Regions from separate parts of the Mus musculus genome. Here regions 1, 2, 3, 4 and 6 are each linked to region 5. Evidence: chromatin contacts called from public Hi-C and promoter capture Hi-C data. All regions are on one chromosome and are shown on one strand. Each heading gives the region's core, a stretch centred on a gene start, on an enhancer-like site or on the middle of the called end of the contact. The rest is flanking DNA. Distances are from core to core; before and after follow the strand shown.

Region 1 (3,934 bases), core at 334-2,833, 1.1 Mb before region 5:
CAGGGCTAAACAGAGAAACCCAGTCTCAAAAGAATCAAACACACATACTCAATCACACAGAGGCAAACCAAAGCAAAAAAAAAAAATTATGTTCCTTGGAAATACTTAAAATCTGACACAATCAGTCACTGACAAGGAAAAAGCAAATCTTTTTTTTTCCCCCAAAAAATTCAAAGTTGGCATTCACAAGACCTTCTACTGTCACATACTTTAAAGATGGATCTATGAAGCTAAGGAGGATAAAAGAGCAAACAGGTGGCTGTTTAAAGAAAGAGTGGCTACAAACCTTCAGTGAGGTGCTCCCGTCCCAATGCCCTCCCTCCCCGCAAACACACCGTGAGGCAGTGCCACGGCCTCATGTAGTTGGTGGTGCAGAAACAACACTCTGAACATAACCACCTCCAAACCCTCCTTTTGCCCTTTACTGCTTGGACAACCTATCCGTGCCTGCTTTTCTACAGTGGGACCAGGGCTTCCTGTTTCATACAGAAAGAGAAACTGCAGGTAAAGAAAAAGGGTGGCTTCCTTCTGTCATTTCTAGAACACATCAGGTGGAGGGGCTAAACCCTAATAAGGAGTAGCTGATGCAAATCACTTTAATTATTTATATCGTAAAACATGATCTGGACCAGAGAGTACACTTGTACAGAGTGACTAGGCTTTCTGACCCGAAAGGCTGACTTAACATAAGCAATACTGACACGAGCAGCTCAGGAAATATCAGCAAAATGAATGACAGACATGCAGACGGTCTCTTTTTGAAGATAGCCTCTTGAGGAAATTACCAAATTTGAAGCTTTCATGGTCTGGAATGGTGATTCCTCCTTCACCCGAAAACACACAGGTTCTACAAATGTGGGTTTGGCAGACACAAAAGGAGAATTTAAAATAACCAGCACATCACTTAGTTCTCAACCTGGTTCTGCACTTTCTCTTCAGCTCAAGAGTCGGCAAAGTGAGCCTTTACTAGCCGGAGTGACAAGCAGGCGAGGTAGTTACCAGGCACAGGTCAAGGGATCTAATCTGAGAGGAACCAGCCCGAACCTTTGCTTACGCAACCCCAGAAATACACGTTTCTCGGTGTCTGAGAGGAGAGATAAGAGACCCGGTGGGCTGCCCCGGGAAACGCAGAGACCAACTTTCTGTAACAAGACCAGGAGGTGTGAGGGTGGCCGAGGACTGCGAACCCAGCACCTCTGAGAGACTAGCATGAGGACCCTGACCGGGAAAGCACCCCTAGTCCAGGGCTACAGAGAAAAACCCCGAGGCAGTCTGGGGGCTACGAGCTGGGCTAAGAGGGGCAGGGTCCGGGTCTCCATGGAAACAGAGAAGGGGGGCTGGATACCCATCCCCATGGAAACGGAGGAGGGGTGGGGTCCCTCGGGTGAGTGGAATGAAGTCTCAGCCGGGAATGGCTACGGCAGGGAGCCCCAGTCCCGCACCCCCCGGATAGTTCCAGCCCCAGCCGAGTCCAGCCTCTGCTTTTACCTCCGCGGCTCCCGGCAACGGCGGCAGCAGCAGCTTCTCCCCTCCCAAGCGGCACCATGATTGCCCCCACCTGTCCCTAGCGTCACTTCCGCTTCCGCTTTCCGGAGGAAGGAGAGGCCCGGGGAGCCCTGGGCCTGCTGCTGTTCGTGATTGGCTTCTACTCTCCAGGGGGCTGAGACCGCGCCTCTCCCCAGCGGGCTGTGGGCGGAGCGAGTGGAGTCTGGCGCTCCGGTGCCGCACCGGGAAGCTGACCATAGAGAGCGGGCTGTTTCGAGCGCGGGAGGATACGCGACATCAGCGGTGAAGTCGAGGTGTTCTCAGCCCCAGCTGCGTCCACAGCTGCAGCAAGAAGGCTGCAGTCAGCCGCCGCCTTCCAGATGCGTAGGCCAGCCCACGGCATCCCTCTCCTCGCCCCACTGTACCCACGCAGCATAGTTCACCTGGCTGAGGCTCCCCCCCAGGACCGGAACGCTGAGCAGAGCCCTCCAGAAACTTCTCGTTCTCACGCGCCCGCGGGAGCTAGCGGTTCCAACCTTCCTTAAGGAGGGTTTTTGCTCTAGAAAGGGTCAGCGCCACCTACTGGCCAGTCCCCTGTCAGCTCTTAACACTTATCCTACCCACCCTTGAAATCCACTCGGTGGTAGCAATATTTCAAAGCCCAAGAAGATACTTTTCTCGTGTTTCTATTATATTCCTGTATATGTAATTTTTAGACTCTCACATAAGCTAATGCTTATTTACCCCATGAACGACTTCTCTCGAATGTTTACGTTGGAGCAGTGCTCTTAGAGGCTAGATCAGGGTTCAGGCCCAAACTGCTGTGCCATTCCCTCTGAGTAAGGTTGAATAAGTGACTCTGGCGCACCAGCATGCCACAGATCAGCTGCTCTGTTCTTAAGCCACAAAGGACTAGCTGCCAGGAACTACCATCTCTTGAGAGAGGAGGATTGGGGAAGAGAAGACCAACTGACTGCTCTGACCTTAGAGTTCTTTTGAAACCAGAACCCACATTAGATGGCTCACATCCAGCTTCAGAGAGATCTGAGCCTCTGGCCTCTCCTAGCACATTCACACATGCATGTACCACCACCACCACACACATACACATAACTAAAAAAAGAGAGAACCATAGTCACCATTAAAAATACATTTTCATTAAAATATATTACATATATGAGAGGTGCTGCATTATATACAGTTGGGAGGACTGAATATCCTACAAAATCCCACTTGTTTCACCAGAACCCCCTTTCTTCAGTGCTCTTGGGGGCGACTGAGAGGCCTTGGAGTTGAGCAGAAAGGGAACAGGTGCCCTATGCATGAACATGTTTGCGGCTTGGACAGTGGAAGCATCTGGATGGCTAAAAGTTGTTTATCCAGGAACCTCTAAGCAGAGTCCTGCCGCCCCAAGCCATTCTCCTTCAGGGACTTCAGTTAGTCCAAGTATCTGACCATGAGATGCTCAGTACGGGATATGGGGAACTCACTGACTGCATGTCCTGGAGGCTGGCTGAATAAGGCAAAGTACAGTTACTTAAAACTTTTAAATAAAAATGAATAGGGAGCTATTTGTGTTAAATAACTAGAGTTGAATGTGGAACGTCAGTTCTACTATGGTGGATTGCCCCCATGTCTTCACAAGTCAGCATGGGTGTGCTAGCCAATGGCATGGAGAAGGGGCAGGTCTAGGCTCAGGTAGAAGAAACAGGTGGCTGCCATTCTTCCAGCAGCCTCAGACCAGCTTAAGGCAGTTCTTGAGCTGAAACAGGTGGGGCTGACAATTGTGGCTGCCTTAAGGAAAACAGGAGAGGAGTAGTGAGGCTCAGAGTGGACCGCAGAGGAACTGGTGAATAAACTCTTGGGCCTTCTTCTTTTCCGCCATGTCAAGCTTTTGGTGACGAGCTGGGTTCCGGAGCAGTAAGCTGCCAAATATGCTAGCTGTGCATGACAGAAACAGAAAATACCACTTAGCAACTGGGACACGGGGGTGATTAGGAGAGAGAACAGACTACCTCAAGCACTCTGTGTTAAAGGCAGGGCCTGGGTGCCTTGAACTCAGGGGCTCCACCTGCCTCTTCCTCCTGAGACTGGGATTAAGGCATGTACCTCTATGCCCAGGTAGTTCCTTCCTGAAAGCACAAACAACTGGGGGGTGGGGGAGAAACAAGTCTCTATTCCTACCAGTCTTTAGTTCCAGGCCAGGCAGAGCTATACAGTGGGAGGCTGCCTCAAGAAATAAAGAGGGGCTGTGGAGATGGCTCCTTAAGTTAAGTGCTTGCCATGCAAACATGACAGAGGACCTGAGTGCAGATCTCTAGCTCCCACTTAAATGTACCTGTAACCACAGTGATGTGGAGGGAGAGAGAGGTGGGTCCTGAGGCCTTGCCAGCCAGCTAGTCTAGCTAAAAGAAGGAACTAGCACAAGGGCTTGCACATGGTAGGTAAG
Region 2 (4,116 bases), core at 204-2,703, 1.0 Mb before region 5:
CTCAGGTTAAAGGCATGCAACCACCATGCTCAGTCTTAAAGATTTTTTTTTTTAATTTTAAAAAGTATTTATTTTACATATGCGAGTATTTGACCATCCCACATGTATGACTGGTGCCTACAGAGGCCAAAAGGTGTCAGATCCCCTAGAAATGGGGCACAAAATGACTGTGAGATATCATGTGGGTGCTGGGAAATGAGACCAAGTCCTCTGCAAGAGGAGTCAGTACTCAACAGCTGAGCCATCTCTCTCGCCCCATCCAGCCCCCGGAGCCAGGGCTATAAGCGGTAGTGAGCTGTCTGTGGGTGCTGGAAACTGAACTTGGATCCCCTGTTCCACACGCTTGTCTTCTGTGACCGGGACTTGCTATACAGCGGAGGCTAACTGAACCTGCTGGCCCTGCTTCCAGCTTCTAGGAGCCCTGCACACACAGCTCCCGAGCTTGTGTCTGTGCCCTAAGTAACTCAGCTGTCTGAGAAGTCTTGCCTCTTTAGCTCGAGAGCCAGAAGACTCTTTCATGTGGCCCTTGGCTTGCCATAACAGGCCGTGCATACTTGGCCTGTCTTCTCCTCACTGGGCCCATTTCTTAGGGCTGATCTCTGAATGCATTCTTGATGACTACCTGCCATGCCTACACTTGACTCCCTCCCACTGAGAGTCTAGTTAGTTAGTCCTAACCACTGCAGCTTGATCTGGGTGTGGAGAGGTATCTACCAATCTTTCTTCCTTCCTTTTTAATTCTGACTCTGCATTAACATCTTAAAAAAAACAACAGCAACAACTTTCCCACACAAACCTTGCAGATAATGTTGCCTTTTAAGGCAACATGTTCCTCTTAGCCTGAAGAACAGTATAGCCAAACACAGACCCACGGAGCCTGACTTCAAAACCTCCGAGCCCAGTGTACACTGGAATTCAGGATTTGGGACACTTAAGAATGATAGGACATGACCTACACCACTTTGATAGCAATCCCAGTAGAAGCTGAGACACAGTGTAATCTATGAATAGCGATGCTTGGGTAAATAAAGTCTATAAATAGACTCGTATCGGCAAAAGGAAGCTGCAATGCCAAATCTATCGCGAGCCAAACAAAAATCCTTGTCAGCCCCGAAAGCTTCTGGGAGTTCAGAACTACCAAGGAAACAGCAAAGATGCTGCTGAACGGCGATGACGCAGAAGGCAGCCAGCTATATCGCCATGCGCTAGAAAGGACTGTGAATCTATGCTCACATACGCGGCACTTAGAAACCAACACCTGTCTGTAGACAACACAGACATATCGCTCGGGTTTGGATGCAGCTTGTCCGCAGGCTTCTCTGGAAAGTTACCCTTCATTTAGCAATGGCAAGCGCTGATGGAACCTCTAAAAGCTGAGGCCTCAGAAGGGAGTAAGGCTGTTCTTGTGAGACACCGGTTAACTCCCTCAATGGCTAGTCACAACAAAAAGAACAACCCTGGCCCTGAACCTTTCTGCCTTCACAGTGTGACCTCTTGCCAAACACCGCTGAACAGACGGGGCTGCTCAAACTTGGACTTTGGCCACCAAAACTGTAAGCCAATGAAATATCTTTTAAAAAATAATCTTAACTAAATCCGAGCGGTGGTGGCACACATTTTTGGTTCCAGCGTTTGGAAGACAGAGGGAGGGAAATCTCTTTTTTGAGTTTGAGGCCAGCCTGGTCTACAGAGCAAGATCCAGGACAACCAGGACTACACAGAGAAACCCTGTCTTGAAAAATAGTAACAAAACAAACAAACAAAAATTAACTAAAAAACATATCATTTCCCCCCACACACACTTTTCCTCCGTCCAGACCCTCCATACAATCAACCCCACTCTTTCAAACTCAGTCTCTTTTTAAAGCTTTTCTTTCTACATCATGCAGAATCAGGGTTTGGGGGTTTTGCTTTTGTGAACAGGCTGGCCTCAGTCGATCTCCCTGACTCTGCCTTCCAAGTGCTGGGATTAGAGATGTGCTGGTGACTTCACACCCAGGGATTTTTCAACAGTATCAGAAAATAAAAATCTATAAACAAAGAAAATCCAGAAGGGCGCACAGCCACTATTTAGTAATGGCCATCTCTCAGCGGTGCTGCTTTACTCGTTGCTTATTTCTGCTCTCTCTTGCATTTTATCTTGGCTTTATTTCTGAGGTGGGTCTCACGTGGTCTAAGCTAGCCATAAACTCAGTATGAAGAAGGGAATGACTTTCAACTTCTGATCATCCTGCCTTCATCTACAAAGAACTGTGACTGCAGGGCAGGTGTGTGCCGCTTCGTCCAGTCAGTTGTTACGGGGCTATGGATCAACCCCCTGGCTTTGTGCACTTGAGGCAAGCAGTCTCCCAACTGAGCTGGTGAGGTTTGGTCTGCTGCTACGTACTGTAATGCTAACACAGGCCCCCAAGATCTGCCTGCCCCCAAGAAGAGAGCCTCACGTATACCAAGTGATGCTATGTAGCCATGGCCTCCCAAGATGTCTACAGCCGGTAGCTGGGCAGAAGAGAGTTAGGCAGGGCTTCAGTTTAGACTAAGAGTCTGAACAAGAGGAGGGAGAGGAGGAAGAGGAAAAGGAAGAAGATGTCATGGGACGTGAGAGCATGGCCTTGAGGACCGGCCAGTTGGAATAGGAGCAGCCCAGGCAGAACACAACAAGTCATATCTCGGGGATCTTGACAAGGATGTACACAAAGTAACATAGAGAGGTGATATCTACCCAGCTCTAATGCTTCAAGGCTTATTAAAAATATAAAGGTTTTATGTCTTTTATTTGGGGATTAAATGATCAAAGATAGGGTAGGAACCCCCATTTAATAATTTCTACTTCACTGAGCCATATCCCCAGCCCTAATCTGAGGCTTACATATTATATAGAGACACTGGCTTTGGAGTCAGAAACTTAGATCTACTGCCTCTTACTGTACATGACCTAGAACAACCTACCTAAAGCCTTTGCTTCCTCAGCTACAGAAGATGAACAATCTCTTCCTCCTATGGTTACCCTTTTTCCATAACTAACTTGAAGCTATCCTTCCCTCAGTAGCCCTCTATAAGTCAAACAACACCCAAAACTACAATATGAAGATAGGAGCCTCGGTTCAAACTCTTGATGCCAGGCCTCGTGTATAGTCTGGATTTTTTTTTTAAGTTTTATTTACTTTATGTATATGAGTACATTGTAGCTCTCCTCAGACACTCCAGAAGAGGGCATCAGATCCCATTACAGATGGTTGTGAGCCACCCTGTGGTTGCTGGGAATTGAACTCAAGACCTCTAGAAGGGCAGTCGGTGCTCTTAACTGCTGAGCCATCGCTCCAGTCCCAAGTCTCTACTTTTACATGAAAGTAAAAATGTATACTTAAACCCAAGTCAAAAAATCCTATTTCTGGGCTTGTAAGATGGCTCAGCCGGGTAAAGCACTTGCCAAGCTTAATCTGTGGAGCCATATAGAGGTAGGAAGAACTGACTCCATACCATCCTCTGACCTCCAAAGGTGCACTGACATACCTACCCACCCATATACACTCACATGAATATACATAAAAACAGAAACATATTGAACATACCTACACATACCTTTAATCCTAGCACTTAGGAGGCAGAGGCAGGTAGATCTCTTTCTTAATTTAAGGCCAGCCTCATCTACATAGCAAGCTCCAGGCCAGCCAGGGCTATATATCTGGGGGTCGGGGAGGATGTTTGTGGACAGATGCCCTGCCCAACAGTGTGACAATTAAAAAGACTAAACATCTTAAACGTGACTACAACAAATGAGAAACTCAATTTTTAATTTTACTTTATATAACCGGTAGCTGGAAGCTATCATAACTATTGGTGTAGATTCAGGCCTGGTGCCTCCTCTGAAAATGGCCATACATCATGCATGGGTCACTGTAAGCAGGGCCATTCAGCTCAGCCATTCTCTGTCTCCTGAGTCCCCACAGATGTTTTATACTTGGGTGGGATCCAGGGAAAACTATGACCCACATCTATGCTCACCTTCCTGAGCTCTCAGTGCAATTAGCAGCTCCCTCCATCCCTGATCTCGGCTTTGCAATCCTGCCATCCACTCACTCTTCCTCTGGGGCCCCTCTTCATCCTTACAGCCGCTAT
Region 3 (3,958 bases), core at 1,155-3,654, 1.1 Mb before region 5:
CCTGTTCATTTGTCCTAAACTACACAGCCAACACAGGATTACAATGATCTTATCTCAGGCCTATCTGGCAGGCAAAAATAAAATAAGGTCAGGAGTCAAAAATTAGGTGAGGCCAGGTGTGCTGGTACAGATGCAAAACTGGGGAGGCCCAAGGGTCCTGACTGTGAGTTCTAGGCCAGCCTGGGAGACAGAGTGGATCCTGTCCCAAACAGAAACATGCCCCCTCCAAAAAGAAAGAATTCAGAGAGAACTGGCAATTAGTTGGGACTGTCATTTAATGACCATGTGACAGAACAGCGAACTAATGTTTCAAAGCCCCAAATTTTTCTCAGCATGGTTGTCAAGTCTCTGACAACCACTTCCCTCACAAAGCTGTCTGTATTTCCTATAATCTGTTCTTTTTCTTTGAGACAGAGTCTCTCTATGAACTCATTCTGTAAACTCAGAGGGCCTGGAACTCCGCAATCAGACTGCTTCTGTCTCCTGAGTGCTGGGATTAAAGATGCTCACCACCACTCCGACATCTTTTCTATTATCATCGATACAAAAAACCACACCTGCTCTCCCTTGGCCTATCAAGATAAAACAATTCCAACACTTTCTAAAGAAAAATAAGTAAAGCTCCCAGGGGCAAAGAGATGGCTCGGCAGTCAAGAGCATTGACTGCTCTTGTAGAGGACCAAGGTTCAATTCCCAGCACCTACACAGCAGCTCATAACTGTCTACAACTCCATGGTCGGGAGATCTGACACCATCACCAACTCCATGGTCGGGAGATCTGACACCATCACCTAGACACACACACACACACACACACACACACACACACACACACACACGCGCGCGCGCGCAAAACAGCAATGTACATAAAATAAAAATAAATCATTAAAAAAAAGTAAGTGTCCCTAAATAACTAAGGCTGACTGAGATTTTCTTACCCTAGCCTCCTTGTCCTGGCCTTACAAGTACACCACCTGCCCCCTTCCAAGATTCATTCGGATACCCTCCTCTAACCAACACCAAATGGGTAACCTTCTCACCCATGCACCAAAGGCCCAAATTTCTGCCAGGCAATCCCATTACAGTGTTAGCCTTGTTGATTTTAAGGAAACAGCAGTTTAACCTGCTGGGGCCAATTCTCACCTCAACACTCAGAGAACTGGCCTGGGAGCTGAGGTTGGCACTAGTGAGTGCAAGTGGTCCCCCAAACATCTGGGCCAAGTCCAGCATGAAGGCATGGTCAGGAATCCGGATGCCAACAAGCTGGGAAGCAAGAAAAGAGAACGTGAGGAAGACATCGAGGGCTTGCAAGCGTCTGATTTAGATCGCAGGAAAAGGGAAAACTCTTGACTCACACGAGTAAAGGGGTTCAGGTCTTTGTTGAGCTCCTCGGAGCGCTCCATCACCAGGGTCACAGGGCCTGGGAACAGGTCTTCCAGGAGCTCCCTAGGTACTCTCACCTGACAGTACCTGCAGGCAAAGGAGCACAAATCCTCTCCAAATCACCCTGATGGACCTTTCCTGGGGACTTAAGGCAGATGCTGGAGAGGGGTCCCCTTCGCGTGTATAATGAACGAGATCTACCTGACTCTCTACTCCCTCTTCCTCGGAGTTCTGGCAGAAGACAGACTCCACAGAGTACCCTGGGCTTTAAGTCTATCCGCCTGTCTTGGGGGACAAAACCACAGCGCCGTGGCACGTGGATACAATCTCAATCCGTTTAATCATCTGGAAGGCGTTACCCCGAAACGGGCCTCCCCTCCGCCCATCACAAGGGCACCGGGAGAAGAGTGCCATGCTCGCCTAACTCAGCTTCTCGACCGACTGTCTAGAGCGGATCTTGGCGAGCCGTCAGCGCTCCCGACCAATCTCCAGTTCCGGATTCCTCCTCGGGGAGCAAGGACAAGCCCCTCCCGCGCTCGGCGGACGCCGCGGTCTCCCGAGGCTGTCACCGGAAACCCCTCCCGCGGGGCCGCCCCCAGCGGGGCCGCCTCACCTGTAGACGTCGGCCACGCGGCCCAGGCACACGGCCAGCGGCTTGGCCTCGCTGCGGCCTTTGAGGCGGTACACGCAACTCAGGGCCGCCGAGCTGCTCGCCGAGCAGGCCAGGCCGTAGAGCGTGTCGGTCGGGACCGCCACCACGGCGCCGGCGCGCAGCTCGGCCACGGCGGCCCGCAGCGCCTCGGTCCAGCCGGAGCGCTCGGGGCTCGCGGCTTCCACGGGCTCGCTCTCCGGAAGCCGCAGCAGCCGGGCCCCCGGCAGCGCCGGAGCGGGCTCAGGAGGGCGTAGGAGGCGGCAGCCGCGGCCAGAACTAGCCGGCCCGTCGCTCAACCCCATGCCGGCCGCCACGGCGGCCCTCAGCCCCGCGCACGGACGCGCCGTAGACATCCGTGCCGAGCCGCTTCCGGGAGGAAGTGACGCACGGACGCAACTTCCGGCCCGCGAGGCTCGGCCCCGCCTCCGCTCCCGGCCGCTTAAAGGGACCGCGACCCCCAGGCGACTTGAAGGAGAACGGTGGGGACGGGGCGGGGCTCGGCTTAGCGGACTCCTCGCGCGGCGCGGGGGGCGGACTGCGGAGGGGTGGTGAGCGGGTGGCACGGGCGGCGATGGAGTGGGGTCCCGGCGCAGGCTGGTCACGGGGGTGAGAGCGGGCCGGCGGGGCGGTGGGTTGGGGCCGCGACCTCGCGCCGCCTAGCGCCGGGCCCTGACGCCGTCTCTCTCCCGGGCAGGGAGGCTGCCGGCGTGGACCGTGGGAAGGCGGGGTTGGGGCTCGGCGGGAGGCCACCCCCGCAGCCGCCCCGAGATGAACGCGCCCAGCAGCTGCTGGACGCCGTGGAGCAGCGGCAGCGGCAGCTTCTGGACACCATCGCCGCCTGTGAGGAGATGCTGCGGCAGCTGGGCCGCCGGCGCCCAGAACCGGCTGGTGGCGGGGTCAGTGCCCAGTGCCCTCTCCGGGCTGGACCTGGGGAGGTGGGCGCTTCCCACTCACTGCACTGGTCTAGCTCGCGCTCCCCACCCCCACCCCGCTCCAAAGGAGGCAGGTGGAAGAGCATCCCCACCGCTTAACTTCCTTTGATCTGAGCGAGGTTTTGAAAAAGCATGGTACTGTCGAGATGCCAAGTGGCCTTATTCTTGTGGGGCCTAACTTAAGGCCTTTCCTCCGGGCTCATCCCCCCTCCCCCCTTTTCTGTTCCAACTAGAACGGTTCAGCCAAGTCTGGAGCGCCGCCCCAGCCATCTGTATCGGCCAGAGGTGGCCTTCCAAAGGATGCTGGCGATGGAGCCTCGGAGTCTTGATCATACCCTAGCCGGGCACCCTGACTTCTGTCCCTTTCCAGGGCCAGTGGCTGGACTGTGACCAACTCCCTTCACTAAAAGGGGCCAGTCTTCACGGGCAGTTGCTGGTACTTGGCCCTCAGCCTGGGATGGCAACTCTACTAGCAGCTGGGTTCACTCCCACGTCGTCCTGGCTGAAGGCAGTACTGTGCTTTGAAATGGAGCCAACAAACATCCAGTCTTGAGTACTCGGATTCAGGAAGCCAGCAGTGCTGGCCAGAGTGGTCTGGCCTGCTTTGGGGGTTCCAGGTGGTATTACATGTTCATTTCATGCTTTGGGGGCTCTCAGCCCCACAAAACACTTGAGCAGAGTCTTGATTAAAAGGAAATCTGCAGACCCTGGTGACTGACCTTTCTTTTCTGTCCCTCCAAGACTTGATGGCTGGGAGTGGGAAGAGAGTGTCAACCAGGGACAGGGATGGGAAGTAATGCCACATGTACTACCAGATTTAAATAAGCATTTAATTAAGATTTCATTAGTATTTAATATTGCTTTTTCAATTCCAAAAAGTTAAATTTTCACTTCATAGCAGATATTTTAAAGTACAATATTAAGTTTATACAAAATGAGCAATTAAGCAAACACTATTATTTCACATTCTTCAAAAATACAAATTCGTATT
Region 4 (4,051 bases), core at 180-2,679, 1.4 Mb before region 5:
TTATCTCTTTTTAGACTGAATGTATGTAGCTATGTTGGTGGTATCTTTTACTATAAAACCATTTTATTAAAACAGCCAATGTCCTTAGAAGACAACTGCATTTGCTTAGACAGGTGAGATATGACTGAAGTATTGACACACAGTAATTAATTCTTACTTTTGAGTGTTTTGGCTTCCTGAGCCTCAGTTTCCCTATATGCAAGCATGCTGGTGACATAATAGACTTTGTCTTCCTGTGTGCAGGTCCTGGGTTCCCTTTCTCCCTCTCCTGGGCACCTCTCTCTTCTCTAGCACACACACATGCATTCGTGCATGCATGCAGGCACACTGACAGCCAGGCTCCCTTCCCTCTGCCCTGAGTCACTAGTGTCCCCCAGAATGCTCATAGTGGTCCCTGGTGCTACAGAGTGGGAGCTCCTATTTTTTTTTTCCAAGACAGGGTTTCTCTGTGTAGCCCTGGCTGTCCTGGAACTCACTCTGTAGACCAGACTGGCCTTGAACTCAGAAATCCTCCTGCCTCTGCCTCCCAAGTGCTGGGATTAAAGGTGTGCGCCACCACACCCAGCTGGGACCTCCTATCTTGATCTACATGGCTGAGGCCCTTCAGCTTTTTCCTGCATTTCTCAGAGGTAAATGGAGCAAGCATGATAACTCACACCTATAACCTCAGCACACAGGATCCTGATGGATGGGGCCACTGGGCTGTTTGAGGCCGGCATGGGTTACATAGCTTGACCTTGTGTCAGAAAGAACAACAAAAGCCAAAGAAAACAGAAGGTCCCTGAGCACAAGGATCTGTCCAATATCTAAGCCCCAGGATGATAATGTACAGGGCTGTGCTCGACTGAGGGATCTTGACCTCTTGAGGATAAGGGACAAGATGAGTTTTTGCAGTCTGCTTGATAGCATTCTTCACGGACTCTCCCATGGCGATTGGTGTCAATGTCCCTCCTTTTCCTGGCATTTCCTCCACCACTATGCAACTTGTGGTGGTGGAGCCCTCCTGTCTTGGGAAGGTATTTACTTCAAGAAAAGTGTCCCTGGTCCTGAGTGTGACTCTATCGCTGAACAGGCTTCAGTTCACAACCTATGTGACTGAACTGGAGTGGCCGGATCTCTGCCGGCTGTGGCCTCAACTTGTGCAACTAGAAACCTGGACCAAGCCGGTGGACGTGTCAAGTTGTTGAAGTGAACCTGCGAGGCCGTTCTATTCCGGTTTTGCATGGTGCACGGAACCTGCTTCTGCAGAGCCGGCGTTAAGCAGTCGGGTGGTACAAGCCTGGAGCCGCCCAGACTTCGTGTGGCCAGGGGCGTGGCTAGAGATGCTGGGGCGGGACTTGTTCAGAAACGGGGCGGAGCCGGCTCCGACCTACCGTGGGGCGGGGCAGGAGGGAGGCGGAGCAGGAAGGGGCGGCGGCCCTGCCCGGCTTCCGCGTCATTGCCCTTAAAGCACCTGCCCGCCTGTCGCGGCTACGAAGGTGCCGTCAGAGCCCGAGACTCGGCTCCATGGACACCTTACAGACGACGTCCGGCGCTCAGCGGGGTGAGTGCTACCGGGTGGAACGGGTGCTGCGCTGCGTTGGGTCTGACTCCGGGAGGGTCGCGCGCGGGCAGTGTCTCCATCGCTGGGACCCCGCTGAGTTCACCCTGGTGCGTGGAACGGGGTGTCTTGGGGCACCCGGCGTTCTCCGGGCTCTAGCCAGGACCTCCTCGCGTCACCGGGCCCGGTAGCCAACCAGAGTCGCCCAGCAACTTTTCTCTCCGTGGGTCACCCCGGAAACTTGTCCTTCCCAGAATAGAACTCTGTCCCTGAGCCGAAGTATGAGACTCGGAGACGAAGGCGGTGGCCACAATGGGGAAGCCCCTGGGTCCCCTGCGCACTTCCAGCCCCAGTTTCCTTCTGAGAGCCCCGCCCCTGCCTCTTGGGTCCCTTGGGTTGGCATGGAACAGAACGGGGTTTGGGGGTGGAGTCAGACCAAGTTCAAATGTTTGTATCACAAACTTTGAGTTGATGATCTTGAGTAAACGCTTACTGCCTGTGCCTCGGTCTCCCTCTTGTAAAAATAACTAATGCTGAGAGCTCTTTGAGAGCACAGCGTGGGCTGACACGTGAGAATGGCTTTGAATAGCGTCTTCTCAGTTCGTGTTGCCCCATTCTGTGGAAGAGAGTCTGAAAGAGACCTATATTGGGCATTGCTTGCCCTTAACCCTGTGGTCTGGTCAATAGGAGCTGTGATGGACACATTCCAAGAATGTGAAATATGAGTGACCCTTGTGGAACGAAGCCTGTCCAAGAATCCAACCCCACCATGAGTCTGTGGAGTCTTGAGGACAGACACAGCAGCCAGGGTCGACCTCAGCCAGACCAGGATCCTGTGGCTAAAGAGGCCCCTACTTCCGAGCTGCAGATGAAGGTGGACTTTTTCCGTAAACTGGGGTACTCGTCCTCTGAGATCCACAGTGTCCTGCAGAAGCTGGGAGTCCAAGCAGACACCAACACGGTGCTAGGGGAATTGGTGAAGCATGGCTCAGCTACTGAACGAGAATGCCAGGCCCTGACGGCCCCCAGCCCCCAGCCCCCTCTGGTGCCCCGGGGTGGAAGCACCCCCAAGCCTTCCACTCTAGAACCCTCACTCCCAGAGGAGGACAGAGAGGGCAGCGACCTGAGACCTGTGGTCATCGACGGAAGCAATGTGGCCATGAGGTATGTGTGGAGACCTGTGGAATAGTGTCTGTAGCTCTTCCTTTGGGAAGGGGGCTTGGCTTTTCTCTTGGACTGGTGAAGGAACACAAAAGCTGTCTGTGAGATCCCACCATGTGCCAGAAGGAACCCCTTAAGCCTTAAAGACTTCCTCAGGGCTGTTTCTCCAATGCTATAAGAAGGAAAACAGCTCAAATCCTTGCCAAGAGTCACACTTCTTGATAAATGAGAAGCAAAGATTCAAACCCAGCCTTCTTTGCCTGGAGTGTACCTTGTGCCATGGTCTATCCTTGCCTACGGCATGAGGCAGGACAGTATAAGGGATTAACCCGTGGGCCAGTCACTTAGCCAGTTGGGCTTTTTCTTCTCCTGTCAAACTTTCCACTCAGGTGGCCCCTGTGGGGAGAAAATTCATAGAACGTGGAGAGTTACAAGTACTCAGTGGAGCCGGGCGTGGTGGCACACACCTTTAATCCCAGCACTTGGGAGGCAGAACAGGCAGATTTCTGAGTTCAAGGCCAGCCTGGTCTACAGAGTGAGTTCCAGGATAGCCAGGTTCTATACAGAGAAACCCTGTCTCAAAAAAGAAGAAGTACTCAGTGGACAGATGTTATTCCATGACTTGAGTCTTCTGGGATCTCCTTGTCCCCGACTCGAGCTCCCACTGAAGCAAGGCTCATTAGTTATTCAGAGCTTCCTAGCCCTAACCAGCTGTGACCTTTTGGTCAGATCTGGCATCTTCAGATGCGTGTGTACGGGTAGCCTGATGCTCTGGGCTCAGGTGTGCTGTAATGAGAATCTATACTCCCTGAAGCCGCTCAGGCTGGCCTGACCTCTGGGGGTTCCCAGATCTCCTGCCGCCTTTGCATATCTCTCAAGGAATGGGGTGGGGTGGAGGCAGAATGGGAGCCAGGCTGCCTCTGACCTTAAGGAGCCCTGATTTCTCCCTTCTATCCAGGCCGCACCCTCCAGCTCTGCTTTCTCCCAGCTCCCTGCACAGCGGGCTGGTGAGTCAGGACTGGGTGGATAAAGTACAAGGAAAAGATCCTGTTGGCAGGGACCAGGGGAGACCCCAGCAAAAGAACAGGAAGAGGAGAAGTCTCCTTTCTAGATCCCCTGAGGGCTCTCCCAAGAGGACTGCCCAACTTGTTATGATGTCAGCTTCTTCGCCACCTGGCTCCTGGTCCTACCTACTCCCAGCCCAGCTGGGTCAAGTGAGCTGTCCAGCTGGTCCTGGCCCTACTTAGCTGGTTCATGGAGGCAGCCCTTCTCTACCACCTTTGGGTCTGTTGTCACATCTTTAAAATGGGCCGATCCTGGGCTGGAAGGCTGAGAAATGCTGGCTTCTCT
Region 5 (4,074 bases), core at 255-2,754:
CTGGTGAACTGGTTCCATTCAGATAACACCTATTCATCATGACTATGGTTTCATTTTTCTTTAGCCTTCAAGAAGCTCAGAACTGAATTTTAAATTCAGTCATTTACCACCAAGATAATTGTGAGGTTTTTTTTTTTTAAAAAAAACTCTAATGTTTTATTTCTAGATTTTAGTTTAAACCACGTTACATCTATATTGACAATAAATGTGCTAAAATAAACTTAACATGGGTAATGTGCCTAGGGAGGCTTGAATCCCAATATGGCAAAACAAACAGAAAACCAGCAATTTGGTATGCTGTGCTGTCTTATATTTTACAGAAATAAATGTGAAAGTATATGACCTATGTTATGATCTTTAAAGAGTTTGTAGAAACGGAAGAGGACTCAGAGAAAAGCAACCAAAACGAACAGGAGGAGAAGGAAGAAGAGGCGGAGAAGGAGGAGGAAGATTGGAGATAGTATGCCTTTATTGTCTAACCCCAAGTGTGTTGAAGTACTGTGACAGCCATCTTGGCAATTAGAAATGAGTATCTAAAATTTGGACTGTTCTAGAAAAATCTGTTACAGAGATAATGTTAAAGCCAGATTACAGGAATCACAGCCACTAATATACAAATAATTACAGAAAGGCTTTGAATGTGGAGGTGTTGTTCTGATGACTCTATTGATGTATTTGAAAGCACTGGAGTTACTCCCCAGGAAAATTACAACCAGAGTTCCCTAAAGCAGAACCTCCCTGTTTTCTATTCATTTGCTGAATATCAAAAGCATTTTCCAGCCAACAGTACGGCAGAGAATCTCGATTGACCCGAGGAAGAACCAGTCTGAGTTGCCAAGTCGGATGAGGAAGCCAACTGCCAAATCAGCTATCAGGGGAAGTTCCTAACACCCTGGTATCACTTGGTTAGACAGTTTAAGCCAGTGAGTTTTCTGGTAGGATTGTTTTTTGTTTTTTTTTTTTTCCTTTTAATCCTTTTTTGCGTAACACATATCCATTTAGTGATCCGATTAATGGCCGGGTCATCTATCCCCAAAATACATTCATTTGTAACACACCTCCCCTTCCAATTTTGCCCATGATTGCACAGGGTTCGTGGATTAAATAAAGTCTATCCTTAGATAACCCGGTTATGTTTGTGAAGATTTCCTGGGACTCAAGACAAAATCCTTTGATAACCCTTTAGAATCACCTCTTTTATCGGTCACGCGGCCAAGGGAACCCCGGTCTCCCAGGGTCTCTCCCATCCCCCGCCCCCGAGGCCCCTGCCGCGCAGGTGCGAAAGACCTCCCAGGCCACTCCGGCAGAGAGCGTGAAGGGGGGGGCCCTGGGAGGGGCGGGGGCGGGGGTGTTGCTAGGCGACCACGCTCTCCGCCCAGACCGGCCTACTTCTTCCGCAGGGGGCGCCATGGGCCGAGCCCAGGCTCGCGGGCCTCCCGGATCGGCCCTTTTCCGACTTCTTCCCCTCTGCCGGGCGGTGGCGCACGCCCGTGACGTCACAGGAGGCGGGGCCAGCGCGGCTGCCGGGTGCCGGAGGCGCCATTGGAGCCGGCTTGGCTTGGGAGCCGTAGCTGAAGAGTTGGATCCAGGGCAGTCCTTGCTGCCGCGTCTGCGTCTGGTCTCTGGCCCTTCCGCGGGATGGCGTGCGGGGCGACACTGAAGCGGCCCATGGAGTTCGAGGCGGCGCTGCTGAGCCCCGGTTCCCCGAAGCGGCGACGCTGCGCCCCTCTGCCCGGCCCCACTCCGGGCCTCAGGCCCCCGGACGCCGAGCCGCCGCCGCTTCAGATGCAGACGCCGCCGGCGAGCCTCCAGCAGCCTGCCCCACCCGGCAGCGAGCGTCGTCTTCCAACTCCCGGTAACCTGCGCTGCTGCTGCGGACTTGGCAGGAAGCCAGGCCCGGGCGTGGGGGGCGGGGAGGGTGCGGGGGTCGTGGACACCGGCCGAGATCACCTCCGCACCCCATATCGGCCTTGGGAGAAAAAGGAACTGGGGTGCTGCTGGGCCCGGTTGCTTCCGGGGACGAGAGACATCCGGGAAGGGCAGTGACCCCACAGTGTCGGTTTTCGGGTTTCCTGGAGCTGGAGAGTCTGAGGGGTGGGCACCAAAATGAGGTGGGGATACCCCAGACCGCCGAAGGCTCTTGGTGTCCCTGAAGCCCCTCCTGCCTCCGCTTGTGCGGAACCTCCCGGGAGATCCAGTGGGCCATGGAAAATTGGATTCTGCTCACGAACCCAGCCATGAGTGGGGCGGGAGACGGATAGAGGGGAAGGGGCGTGAGCGTATGTAGCGCCGCAAGGTGCTTTTAGGAAGACTTGATTTCTAGAATTCTTTAGGGAGCAGAAGCCATGGAATGCAATTTCAACCAGACTATTTCTTAAGAGACGGACTGACCTTGTTTTATCGTGTGGCTATTGTCTTGTTTCGGGTATGGCTTGAAGTGGGTAGTTGGTTGGCTAGTATTTGAGAATCCTTAAGTATACAGAGATTCTGTACTCAAAATTCAAATATCTAATACAGTGACTCGACTTGAGTAAGGCACTTCGTTTTAGACAAGGCAAAAAGAAGGACTCATGGGGCAGTAAAGATGCCTATCATATTGCAGTAGGAGGAGGGAACGCGCTTCAGCACCCATATTCAGCAAATTAGAGGGATCCCAGAAATAATCCCTCAAAAGTGGATTTGGCCAAGTTGTTTCTTTGTTTTCTTCTTATTGTTGTTCCTCAAGCATTAGGAAAACCTGCAGTCCCTTTAAATCATTTTTCCCCCTTACATCTTGCAGTCTCTAGTGCCTCTAGTTTTCATTTCCTCCTTCCTGTGCTTAGCCCCTCAAGGATACTGCTGCCACCAGCAGTCCTCTCGAGCTTTACCTGTGTTCACGTCGTCGTATCATCCATTTCCTTTAACTGTGGCTCTGCTCTTTCCACTAGACCTGCTTTCTCCATCTTTTCCTTGAGGTTGTTAATCTGAATAGTCTTTCACTTTGCTGTTTTGTGACAGTGTCTCACTCTCTAGACTGGCCTGGAACCCACAGTGTGGTCCAGGCCTGTCTTGAACTCAGCAGCCCTCCTGCCCCAGCCTCACAAGTGACTGGAATTACAGACTTGTAACCCATCACGGCTGATTCCAAGAATCATTTCTAAATAGAGTCTTGCATCCATTACCTAGTCTGACCCACAATGCAATCTTTTCAATTTAAATTCCCTGGTGACTTAATGTTATATATAGCCTCACCCACAGAATGACTGAACAGTTGGAAGATTTTTTTTTTTTTTTTTTGCTTGTTTGTTTTTATGAAGGGCCCCAAAAGCAGGGGCAGGCAAGGCTGAGGCAGGAAGATCAAGTGAACCTAAAAATTCTACACCAGCCAGAGCCTCATAGGAAGACCCCCATTTCAAAAAGGCAGAGGCATAAATGTCTGTTGAAACAAAAATTTTATTTCCTCAGTACTTAATTTTCTATACCATTTGTGTAGTGGTCCAGCTGAGCACAGTTGTTTAGTGATCATTTTAAAATGTGTTCAGAGACTGAGTATGGCAGAGTCCTGTAATGAGGTCGTCTTTGTTGTTGGGCATGCTGACTCTGAAAACCAGAACCTCAGTTTGCTCTGGGGAACTAAATGCCCTGAGCTCAGTTACTTTTTTTTTTTTTTTTTCTTTTTTTGGTTTTTCGAGACAGGGTTTCTCTGTGTAGCCCTGGCTGTCCTGGAACTCACTCTGTAGACCAGGCTGGCCTCGAACTCAGAAATCCACCTGCCTCTGCCTCCCGAGTGCTGGGATTAAAGACGTGTGCCACCACGCCCAGCTCAGTTATATTTTTTAACTTTTTAATGTATTAAATACACCCCCAAACCTTGTTTCTTAATGCTTATTAGATTTTGGTTCTGTCAGTCATGAAAGAAACATGAAGAATTAATCTATTACTTAATGTTTTAGCTTAGGTAGAACATGTCCTCTGGATTCAAGGATAAAATAGAGATGTTGCTAGTTGCTCTACAAATAGACTAAGTGGGTTTGGCGACCCATACTCTCCACACTTGAGAGGCAGAATTGCTACAAGCTTAGGGCCAGCCTGGTC
Region 6 (4,266 bases), core at 1,225-3,724, 1.2 Mb before region 5:
GAAACCCTGTCTCCAAAAAAACCAAAAAAAAAAAAAAAAAAAAAAAAAAAAGCAGAAAACAGAGTATCTGTGTAACACCTGTGTTGTTACTGTTTCTTGGGCTACTTAGTTACACATGTATCCACTTGTGTGTAGAACCAGGTGGTGGTAAGAAGCCCCAGCTTAAGTGGCAGGCCCACTTCAGATTCCTGGCTCTATTTCTCACGGACTCTGTGATCAGGACAATCAGTTTGAGTTTCCCTTTTCTTGCTTCCAAGTGCATAGACAGGTATAAGGCAGAGGTGTACAAGGTCCCGGACACACAGTCCTTACTCCCAGCTCTCCCTGAACTGCAGTACACCAAGGACAACGACAGAAGAGGGCTGCACTCCTCGCCACCCTCTTCTTTTCTGCTTTTGTAATTTCTTCCATTTATTTAGTTGGTTTGGGGTTATTTTTATTTATTTGTTTGTTTACTTACTTATTTATTTTGAGACTGGGTTTATCTGTGTAGCCCTGGTTGCCTTGGAACTCTCTATGTAGACCAGACTGGCCTTGAACTCAGAGATCTGCTTGTATATGCCTCCTTAGTGCTGAGATTAAACACCTGGCCTGATTTGGGTTGTTTTGTTTTGTTTTAAAGACATGCATGGTCTTACAATGTAGTCCAGGCTGGCCTCGAACTCACAGACATTCAACTTAGCTCCAGCATGATTACTCCTGACTTGCTTTTGTCGATTTCTGTAGGACCCCCTGACTGAGGCTGGGATGCCATGCGGCATTAAGATCTGTCCATCAACAAAGGGGGACAACAGAGCCTCTTACAGCCGCTCAGCTAGCTTGTCCAGAACAACGTCACCAGCCTCCAGCTGCTTGCGCCTCAACCGCTCCTGTAAGTCTGGAAAGGGACGCAGGGCTGGCACATCCTCAAAGCGCAGACTCTGTGCGGCTTGCAGCTGCTCAGCCAGGTTACTGAGAGAGGACAGGAGGGGCGAGCAGTCCTGCAGGGTGCTCTGCCACAGGTTCTGCTGTTCCTCCACCACAGGGAAGCACTTCCTCAGGGCCTCCTGCACAACCAGCAGAGGCTGGTCATGAGCCATTTTCTGGGAAAAAATAAACAAAACAAAAGGGAGTCAGGGTACCAGAAGGGAGGGCCTGCATCAAGGCTGCGTCATTTCCGACCTCAGGAGAAGACCAGCTGTTGGTCTTCAAATAGTCCCAAGGCAATAATGAAAGGTAGGGAGACTTTGGGGGACACAAACAAGAACTCCTAGTCCTGGAAGTGGGCTGACACCTTCAGCCAACAATGAAGGAAGAATTCCTGCAAGTACACTTACCAACTGTGAACAGCCTTTCTTCCTTCCTGCTGTAAATCTTCCATGTTCTAGAAATCTCACCAGGAATCCCATTTACAGAGAAAGGACACACACTACCCCATTTACATCTGTAGGATTTAATACCATCAAAGAATCTTGAAAGCCACCTCACTTACTTCTCTTATCAAACAACTTCTTGTTTGAAGGGAGTCACAAGGGTTTTTAGAAACCCTTTTGAGATGTAAACTGAAAGCCACCAAAATAAGTAATTGTGGCTAATGTAACATGACTTTAATTCCAGCCCTCTGGAAGCAGAGCCGGGTTTTGGGTTTGAGGCCAGCCTGGTCTCAAGAAACTGGGGGAAAAGAAAGAAAATCAACTGCTGATCTCCCTAGAGAATCTCATACCCACGTGGCTATGTCTAACTTTCTGAGATTCTCTGAGGAGCATGCAAGTGTCTTTTATGCCTAGGTGCCTGCCTCTCTCTCTTAATTCTTGTGCTTATGCCTGTATTTAAAACAGCCATAGGCTGGGAGTTGTCGAATGCATCTTTAATCCTAGCACTGGAAAGACAGAAACAAGCAGATCTCTGTGAGTTCGAGGCCAAACTAGTATACACAGAGACTTCCAAGATAGCCAGCGTTATATGGTGAGGCCCCGTAGCAAATATGTTCATGTAACTCTGCTTCATAAATCAGCTAGTGCTGAGTTCTTTTCAGCGTCAGGGCCATCAACTGAGCTCAGCTAGTGCTGAGTTCTTTTCAGCGTCAGGGCCATCAACTGAGCTCAAGTCCTTAAAAGGCTAGGGCAACTCCCCACGCTGCAGAGTGGAGCTGTGTCTCTGTCTTGTAACCGCGGACACTCAAGAATATTGATTCTGGCGGTCCTCTTACCTTCTCTCTGCAGGAAGACCGTTGCTTCGGGTCTTCCGAAGGGGTTTCTTCACGACAGGGCAATCTGCTTTAGACTGCGAGTCTCTGGGGTCTGTCTGTTCCGGGACCTGTGCTTCTGGAGTCAGTCTTGTCGCCTCTCTTTAAGATTTCCAGCCCTAAATCAACAGGAAAACGTAAATCCTGCGATGTCAACGCTGAGTACATCAAAAACTACACCGCGCTTATTCACAAGAACGAACTCACCACTCTACTTCCAGTTAGCACGACTCTGGAGTCGCGAAAAGATGGCGTGTGCCGCAATGACATCTGGGCATTGAAGTCCTCCATGAGGATTGGCTGGCGGAAGGAGAAGAAGCTTTATTGTGATTGGGCGTGGTGAGAACCGTCCTAAGACGGCGATTTGCTATTGGCTAGGCTGTGCCCGTTGAGTTTGAATTGGGTGGCGGTTAACCGAGGAGCCGCCCGTCCCTTAGTTGGAGCTGTGAGGGTTCCTCAGACTGTGTTTTGGGACCTGCAGGTAGGTTTCGGCAGAGTTCTGGAAACCTAGACTCCAACGACTGAACTTTCTCAGCTCTCCGACCGCTCACACCCTCTCCCCGTCTCAGTCGCGGAGCCGGCTGCTTGGCCCCTCGCTCGACGCAGCCAGGCGCCATGGCTCCCAAGAAACGCAGCAGCCGCGGAACCAGGACCAACACGCTGCGGAGCCGGAAGCTCGCCTCCTTCCTGAAGGACTTCGACCGCGAGGGTAAGGGGTGGATTCGCGTGATCGTGGGTTTTGGGTGGGTTGGGACGCGGATGCGACGGCTTCGCACACCTGACGCGGGATCCGTCCGCTTTCACCTCTTTGCAGTGCAAGTTCGAACCAAGCAAATTGAGTCCGACAGACAGACCCTCCTCAAGGAGGTGGAAAATCTGTACAACATCGAGATCCTTCGGCTCCCCAAGGCGCTGCAAGGGATGAAGTGGCTTGACTACTTCGGTAAGAGCTGCTAGCGTTTTCCCCGTGACCAACGAGTGCTTATCTTGAAAGCTTATTGTAGGGACTCATTCAGATGTCCCCTTCTTAATAAGGTCTAAAATAACCACCGGTAGGAAATTGCCATCTGTCATAACTTATAAAAGAATGGTGGGCCCATAGGAAAGAAGTAGGCATGAATTACCCTTCAGATGAGCGCTATTAGGACAGTGCATCTCACCTTCACGTTTGAATGGGAGAGCTTTAGAAGAGATATACCAGAAATAGAATGATGGAGGCCTGAAGGAAGAGGGGCGAGGCCGAGATCTCAAATCTATAGTACAAAGTGAGCTGATAATTGAAGGTTTTTCAGGGGTTGGGGGAGGCTGTTCCGCACTGACATGACCTAACCTATGCTAGCCTACCTGCCAATAGGCAGGGATGCAGTCGCTCAGTAGGACAGTAAGAGTTGTCCTGCAGCTTAACAGCGGAGGGAGAGGACTGTAAGAGCAGGACGCATCATGTCTTCTCAGCATCTCTGTATCCAGGGGGAGTGTTTTGGGAGAACACATCCATCTTTTGGGGAGACCCTACTGCTCAGCCCCACTGGAAACTGCCTGCCATCCAGCCAGGCCAGTGGTAGGCAAACCACTGTCCTTAGCAGGCCAGGTAACAAACAGTCTTGAGTTCTGGAACTGCATTTCTGTTACAGTTCCAAAAGAGCCGTGATGAGTTTGATTTCTGGGCAAACTGAAATGTCAATTTCACATAATTTTCACACATCCGGGAAATACTTGTACAAACTCAGCCTTCTAAAATGAATGAATAAATTAAGAGAAAAATTATTTGTTTTTTGTCAGAGCTCATTTCGGACAGTATCCTCAAACAGCTCTGTCTTGTGAACTACAAAGATAGGAGTAGGCCGGGCAGTGGTGGCGCACGCCTTTAGTCCCAGCACTTGGGAGGCAGGGCAGGTGGATTTCTAAGTTCGAGGCCAGCCTGGTGTACAGAGTGAGTTCAGGGACAGCCAGGGCTATACAGAGAAACCCTGTCTCGAAGAACCAAAATAAAAAACAAAAACAAAAGACAAATCACAAATCATCACGGCCAAATAAATTAACGC

The links. Promoter capture Hi-C pulls out the DNA fragments that hold promoters and counts their contacts. Hi-C and Micro-C count contacts between places; a contact is called where the count stands out from the background. Capture Hi-C pulls out chosen DNA fragments and counts their contacts.
Region 1: a promoter capture Hi-C map of liver shows a contact between it and region 5, with 3 times the contacts expected there. The contact joins the promoter of Mtf1 here to the promoter of Akirin1 in region 5. A contact is called at or near these places in 5 of 39 promoter capture datasets (the C10 cell line, frontonasal cranial neural crest, liver and 1 more) and 2 of 115 datasets of contacts at active chromatin or transcription factors (astrocytes and large pre-B cells).
Region 2: a contact with region 5 is called in a promoter capture Hi-C map of hippocampal neurons, with 3 times the contacts expected there. The contact joins the enhancer-like site here to the promoter of Akirin1 in region 5. A contact is called at or near these places in 2 of 39 promoter capture datasets (cranial neural crest and hippocampal neurons) and 4 of 115 datasets of contacts at active chromatin or transcription factors (astrocytes, embryonic forebrain, large pre-B cells and 1 more).
Region 3: a promoter capture Hi-C map of adipose tissue shows a contact between it and region 5, with 4 times the contacts expected there. The contact joins the promoter of Yrdc here to the promoter of Akirin1 in region 5. A contact is called at or near these places in 4 of 39 promoter capture datasets (the C10 cell line, hippocampal neurons, liver and 1 more), 1 of 484 Hi-C or Micro-C datasets (CD4 T cells), 3 of 115 datasets of contacts at active chromatin or transcription factors (astrocytes, embryonic midbrain and pro-B cells) and 2 of 9 other capture datasets (adipose tissue and liver).
Region 4: a Hi-C map of B cells shows a contact between it and region 5, with 6 read pairs. The contact joins the promoter of Zc3h12a here to the promoter of Akirin1 in region 5. A contact is called at or near these places in 2 of 39 promoter capture datasets (liver and pre-B cells), 3 of 484 Hi-C or Micro-C datasets (B cells, CD4 T cells and CD8 T cells) and 1 of 115 datasets of contacts at active chromatin or transcription factors (double positive thymocytes).
Region 6: a promoter capture Hi-C map of pre-B cells shows a contact between it and region 5, with 3 times the contacts expected there. The contact joins the promoter of 9930104L06Rik here to the promoter of Akirin1 in region 5. A contact is called at or near these places in 5 of 39 promoter capture datasets (the 3T3-L1 cell line, hippocampal neurons, liver and 1 more) and 5 of 484 Hi-C or Micro-C datasets (CD4 T cells, CD8 T cells, Th1 cells and 2 more).

The regions. Positions count from the first base shown.
Region 1 is chr4:124,800,198-124,804,131 of GRCm38.p6, reverse strand. It overlaps Mtf1 (metal response element binding transcription factor 1), which reads right to left and starts at 1,583. Exons shown (of 11, transcript NM_008636.4): 1 at 1,489-1,583. It overlaps Inpp5b (inositol polyphosphate-5-phosphatase B), which reads right to left. Exons shown (of 24, transcript NM_008385.4): 24 at 2,621-3,426. The coding sequence ends at 3,311.
Region 2 is chr4:124,763,373-124,767,488 of GRCm38.p6, reverse strand. All of the region lies in intron 7 of Inpp5b (inositol polyphosphate-5-phosphatase B), which reads right to left. Among named protein-coding and RNA genes, the nearest start is that of Gm12915, 14 kb to the right of the region's middle. Within about 2 kb of position 1,453, at least 37 of the 459 cell types and tissues checked have an H3K27ac peak or open chromatin away from gene starts, as enhancers often do. A contact at or near this core is called in hippocampal neurons, where this site is marked.
Region 3 is chr4:124,849,205-124,853,162 of GRCm38.p6, reverse strand. It overlaps Yrdc (yrdC domain containing (E.coli)), which reads right to left and starts at 2,404. Exons shown (of 5, transcript NM_153566.2): 1 at 1,997-2,404; 2 at 1,356-1,470; 3 at 1,144-1,263. The coding sequence starts at 2,388. It overlaps Mtf1 (metal response element binding transcription factor 1), which reads right to left. Exons shown (of 11, transcript NM_008636.4): 11 at 3,363-3,958. It overlaps 1110065P20Rik (RIKEN cDNA 1110065P20 gene), which reads left to right and starts at 2,599. Exons shown (of 3, transcript NM_001347196.1): 1 at 2,599-2,641; 2 at 2,730-2,931; 3 at 3,201-3,678. The coding sequence starts at 2,607. The coding sequence ends at 3,296.
Region 4 is chr4:125,125,259-125,129,309 of GRCm38.p6, reverse strand. Zc3h12a (zinc finger CCCH type containing 12A) reads left to right here and starts at 1,429. Exons shown (of 6, transcript NM_153159.2): 1 at 1,429-1,543; 2 at 2,228-2,704. The coding sequence starts at 2,262.
Region 5 is chr4:123,747,729-123,751,802 of GRCm38.p6, reverse strand. Akirin1 (akirin 1) reads left to right here and starts at 1,504. Exons shown (of 5, transcript NM_023423.3): 1 at 1,504-1,855. The coding sequence starts at 1,639.
Region 6 is chr4:124,935,256-124,939,521 of GRCm38.p6, reverse strand. It overlaps 9930104L06Rik (RIKEN cDNA 9930104L06 gene), which reads right to left and starts at 2,474. Exons shown (of 5, transcript NM_177573.3): 1 at 2,189-2,474; 2 at 805-1,082. The coding sequence starts at 1,079. It overlaps Cdca8 (cell division cycle associated 8), which reads left to right and starts at 2,605. Exons shown (of 10, transcript NM_026560.4): 1 at 2,605-2,933; 2 at 3,039-3,167. The coding sequence starts at 2,840.